Linked DNA regions of Mus musculus: region 1 is linked to region 2. The links are chromatin contacts, called in public HiChIP or PLAC-seq maps. All regions are on one chromosome and are shown on one strand. The core of a region is the stretch at or near the end of the contact, and the rest is flanking DNA. Distances in the headings are between cores, read along the strand shown. Region 1 has its middle 5.4 kb from the start of Asph. Region 2 has its middle 43 kb from the start of Gm46842.

Evidence for each region. HiChIP or PLAC-seq counts read pairs in DNA pulled down with a chosen protein or histone mark.
Region 1: a contact with region 2 is called in an HNF4G HiChIP or PLAC-seq map of pancreatic cancer cells. The contact joins two enhancer-like sites. A contact is called at or near these places in 1 of 484 Hi-C or Micro-C datasets (cardiomyocytes) and 1 of 115 datasets of contacts at active chromatin or transcription factors (pancreatic cancer cells).

Annotation. Positions count from the first base shown.
Region 1 is chr4:9,673,234-9,675,933 of GRCm38.p6, forward strand. No RefSeq gene overlaps it. Among named protein-coding and RNA genes, the nearest start is that of Asph, 5.4 kb to the left of the region's middle. Within about 2 kb of position 1,293, at least 97 of the 459 cell types and tissues checked have an H3K27ac peak or open chromatin away from gene starts, as enhancers often do. A contact at or near this core is called in pancreatic cancer cells, where this site is marked.
Region 2 is chr4:8,952,998-8,955,697 of GRCm38.p6, forward strand. No RefSeq gene overlaps it. Among named protein-coding and RNA genes, the nearest start is that of Gm46842, 43 kb to the left of the region's middle. Within about 2 kb of position 1,429, at least 153 of the 459 cell types and tissues checked have an H3K27ac peak or open chromatin away from gene starts, as enhancers often do. A contact at or near this core is called in pancreatic cancer cells, where this site is marked.

The DNA of each region.
Region 1 (2,700 bases), core at 43-2,542, 720 kb after region 2:
TCAAAATATACAGTTCCTGTAGATCTAGTAAGTCCCCTCTTCTCCCCTTCTCTCTCTCTCTCTCTCTCTCTCTCTCTCTCTCTCTCTCTCTCTCTTTCTCTCTCTCTCTCTCCCTCTCTCTCTCTCTCTCCGTCTCTCTCTCTCCCTGTGTGTGCATGTGCGTGTGTATGTGTAGTATGTATGTTCATGAAAACACCATCCTCTGAGACAGGCCTCATATGCAGAAGGGAGTATCCTGAAACTAGCATCAGTGATCTTCCACTTTCACAAAGTCTAACTGTATAAAGAAGCTGAATTTCCCTTACAATTAAGACTGTTATTGCAGTCGACCTGAATCCTTCATAAGTTACATGGAATTCATATTAGCTCACCTCAGCCTTTTTGTTTTGCAACAACATTATGCTAACTTAAATCTATTCTGAAAGTTCATGAGCACATGACAAACTGTTGAGCCTGTACCAAAACAAAATTCTAGGGAACAGTGCCAAAGGTCCTGGCAGTGTGAAACTAACAGGGAACATCAGCAGTCCCCCACAAGATAAAAAGATTTCATTACTCTAAAGATATCTATTAATATACATGAAACACCACTTATTTTCACTTTAGGGAGTACATCATTATAAATTTTATATTGTAAATATGAGGTAGTATTTCTGAATATTTTTGTTCTTCATGGAATTGTTCTAGTGCTTTTCATTTTTCTCTCAGCAGATTTTCTGGAGTTAGAGATAGTTATAGCCTAGATGATCCCCAAAGCTGCCTCTGCTGGGGCCAAGAGCACATTAATCTGTGAAACTTCAGTAGAAATAGTCTCTGAGCAGCTGCCTCACAAATAATAGAAGGTGATGGGTATTTCCCCCTCTGTTTCTCTAAGTAGTCGCATTGCACTTAATTTTTCTAGCTATAAAACAAACAAACCAAAAAAATGAGAAACGCAGTTACAGAAACATATGCATGTAAAAGCAGTTGTATAAGAGTCTTTGTATAGGTGCATCCAAAGAGATTTTTTAAACACCATTTTCTTCCAAAAGTTTGAGAAAATTGAAATGAAAAATAGCTTAAGATGGCCCTTAGGCCTAACTAAAGGCAATCTAGGTTACAAACAGTAATGAAGACATGCTAGAGTCTAACCACAGCCCACGAGGGAGGCCGGTTGCCGTGTTTACTGAGCTGTGGTTAAGGCATTGTCCAGAACACAGCACAGCTGGCAGCAATGGCTCTATGCTGTGCCCTTTGTATTTACCTTCTTTCTGGCTGAGGATAGCTTTCCCCAGGGCCCAGGGCCCAGGGCCCAGGGCCCAGGGCCACACTTCCTTTCCCTTGTTAGTTCAAGCTGTGCAGTATCTCCCAAGCTGAACTCTCTATCCATGCTGAGCCATCTATGTAAAGGTTAAAAGCATTGACCACGAAACACAGTGAAGCTGACATGAGAGCTGACATTTGACATTGACCTCATAGAATAAAATATCATTCGACAGAAAATGTCTTTGCAAAACAGCTCTCAAGTTGAGAGCTTGCATAAGCACTGCTGACATAACTCACTGATCCATTCCTGAACTGTGGGCAGCCACAAATAAGCTGTAATGAGAAATTAAAAGGCAAGCATGGGCAGAGAATGAAACCAGTGTGTAGCAACCACTCAAGACCTAGAGGAGCCTCTGAGAACAAGCTGTATTCAAGGAATTCCTACTGAAAATGGGAGATCTGACTCTTTATAAACACATACACTGCCAACTCTTTGCAGTCAGAGTGAGTGCCTCACAGCAGTGCTGCTGTTCCCAATCAGACCAGCGCAGAGCAAAGAAGATAATCTATGACTGGCATAAACTTAACACAGACTAGGGAGTAAAAGGCTTATCTGGGCTAAGTGTTTGCCTGGTAGTTGTTCTGTTATTGTTCTTTCCTGTTAACTCTTTCAAATTAGAAAATTAGTCCAACATTGAACTCTATTATTTAGAGTTGGTTGGGGATATGTGTTCGTATTGGGAGCTTGGTAAATGTCACATAAGTTATTGTATACTGACAGTTCATGTTTCATTCCCAGGAGAGCTGTCCAGTGGGAAACTAAAAGATGCTGGACTGTATCTTCAGTGTGAGGTCAAGTCTCATGATAAACACTTCTCAGGAGTAGAGACTATAAGCTACAATGTTTCCTGATTGTGCTTCCTTGAGCACATGTGTATTAGAAGTCTCAACAGCACGGGTGACATGTGATTCACACGGTCATCACCAAGTGCCAATGCTTCAGGCTTCTATTACCTTTGCCTCAAAACCTCCAGGATAACTGCCTGGATGACTCATGCCTCTTTCCTCTGCTACTTTCTAGTGGTTTCTCCTTCTTAACTAGTCCTGCATATAGCCTGTATTTGCATTCTGGCACATACAGGGAACACAAGGAAAAGGGACTCAGAGCACAGTGCTCCCCACTCCACTGAAGCCCCTCATGTTTTTTACCCCTTTCCTCTGCCCTGTCGTCAGTGCACTGGGAGCTAAAGGGCTTGTCTTGGTTGATCTGGTAAGCAGGTTAGAGGTTCTGTAATTTTTCTTTCAGCTAACAGGAAGCCTCTTTGATCCTACAGCCACCCCCAGAACTCACTGTCAAGGTGTAGAGTGCTGGGTTGGAAAGACCTGAGGCTCAGCATGACTGGCAGAAATTTTCCTAGCTCTGATCGTACAACTTATAGCTCTACAGTAAGGCCA
Region 2 (2,700 bases), core at 179-2,678:
GCCGAGGGGGACACATTCAACCATAGCAAGCAAATGACTGCCCATGACCTGAAGCAAGCTCAGATTCTTTAGCGAGATTTGCAAAGTCTCACACATAGATACTCATCCATACTCACGTACCATTATGCATTGTGGGGTGCAGATGAAGTCCAAAGTAAGTGTGTATTATTGCCATGAGCAGAGCCATGGCCAATTTCTCAGTGCCTCAGGCAAGGCCTTCCCTGGGTCATTCTCAGAGGGATGGCAAGGCCTTCCTCTTGTGTGGAGTTGACACTGTGTGCATAAACTGTCACCCAGAGCTCCCTCCTCAGGGATGACTGCAACCTGAGACTGCTCTCCTACAGAGAGCTGCTAGCTAGTCTCCTCCAGGATTTCCGTGACCTCAGCTCTGTGTAATAAACTTGTGTTTCCAGGCTGCTGCTGGCGCTCCTCCATCGGAGCACGTGGCCCATACAACCCCAGCCTTTTTTGTATGCCAGTCATTTCCACATTCCCTGGTCACCTAAGTCATGCCAGTCCTACAGCAGATCGTGGTAGCGTATGTTGTTCCTTCCCGCCTTCTACTCTTCCTACCCTGTCTCTGTCTCCACAGCCACTTCAGTGGCTGGCAGGATGCAGAACTCCCAGTGGCCCCGAGGCGCTGTGTGCCTTGGCATCTGTTTAACTGTGACTGGGATACACAGCGTCTAGGCTGGGGGTCCTTGTGTGGTTCCAGTCGTCTTGATTCTTACCATATCTTTGGGCAAGCGATTTAACTTCTAAGAGGTTCTGTGCTGACCTGTGAAAATGGTTCACTGTGAAGTTACCTCACAGGCTGTTGGAGACAGCCTCCTGCACAGAGCCTCCAGCACCATGACTCTCACCCTCTATTCTTCGTTTCTGGAGATTCTAAGGGTGTCCTTCTTGTGCTGTCTGCCTTTGTACCTCGCTTCTTCCCATTCATGATACACACTAACTTCCTCTGTAATCCTTGCTGGTTGTCACCTACTGTGTGATCATGCCGCCAGTGTAGAGGCAGCTCAGTGTGTCCCATGACAGTCCTACCTCATAGCTTAAAAATGAGAGTTCTCAGGAAGAAAGGAAGGGAGGGAAGATGAAGCCTGAGGCAGAAGCAGAATGGAGCTAATCTGACTTGACCATGGAAAGGATGTTCCAATTGATCATGAAGGTGGTGGGACCCTGGCAGGCCGAAGCAGGATGGATCCCACTCTCGGAGGGCATTCTGTAGTTTCACAGACATTTGATTAGGGTCCCCTTCTGCTGATTGTTAAATGGATTTGTTTCCCTGTCACAGTTCTACCTTAAAGAATAGCAGAAGGCTAAGCTGCATTTCTGACCAGCAGCCCCACTGCTATCAGCACAGAACTATGAGGCCAGCCTGCCTGGTGCTGTGTTGGCTTAGAGCGCCCTTCTTTTAAGTGCTGGTATTTGTTTACCCAGAGTCCATTGCAAACCTGCACAGAGCAGCGAGTCCTCCTCCTGTGAGGAGCTCCTTCCTGCTGAGCTGGCTGACTCGGGACTTGGTGTGACGTGAGCTCAGGCAGAGATTTGGCTCCTCTTAAAGCATGGACAGGCTTCTGGAGTCCCAGGGCTCCCACTGCTCACAGCCAGAGGCAGAGCCCAGCTGTCTGCAACCCTCCGGGGACTCCAGTCTGTTTACTGAATGGTCATATGGTAATCTCTTCCAACTCATGAACGAGCTGCACCGTTCCCTCATCTGCAGACCAGTGACCTCACCCACCTAAAATGGAGCAAGTGTGACTCAGGAATGTAGCCAGCTAGACTCTCACTGGAGCCCAGGAGAAGCTGGGCGGGCTACTCACGGGCTCAGGGACTCGGCTGTACATTGTAATCAGTCCCTGAGCCTGGAGCAGCCCCCAGCCAAGGGGTGTGTTCTCTGTGGGGTGGAGCTGAGAGGTGCCTGTGTGGACACTCACACCTGCAAGTTGCTTGTCTCAGGTGGTGTGCATCACTTCTCATCCCTCAGAAGGGCCTCTGACTACAGGCTAGTGAAGCTGACCCCATGTCCTTAGCTAGTCACCCCCAAGATGATGACACCAGAAAGAGGATGGAGAAAACACCTTGCAGGGAGGTGAAAGGCATGTGATCTCATAACTGGAAGGTAGAAACATGACTAGGTATTGTTTTACTGTTTATCATTCCTTTTGAATTATATTTGCTTTCCCCTTCCAAAAATATTGCATGTGATGACTGGGAATATAAAATAAATTACCTTTGCTATAGGCTGCTGGGTTTATTAGCCTCTTTCAAGCTCTTGACAATGGAAAGGACAGTGTGACCTACAGTCGACTCCTTCCAAGGAGCTCTTGTTCTCTCCCCCCGCCCCCCTCTGTACAGGACCTCTGTTATTTGTGCATATAATGGCTTAACTCTTTGAGTTACCCAGAGCTCTTTATTCTTTCCCTAGTTTCTACTGAAATGTCAGTTATTTTTATTTTCTAGGGTTGGGGACTTGGCTCAGAAGCAGAGCATTTGGCTAGCTCGCTCAAGGTCTTGGCTTCCATTCCTAGTGTGGTGGAGAAAATCGAACAAACACATAAAGTAATTGAACTTTATCGAGGCATAACTAGCCATTAAATGCTGTGTCTATCTGTAGCATACAATGTGATGTCGTTCCCCCAGGCCCCCTTTTCTGTGCTTGTGGTTGAAACCATGGCTTCAAGAATACTGAGCAGGTAT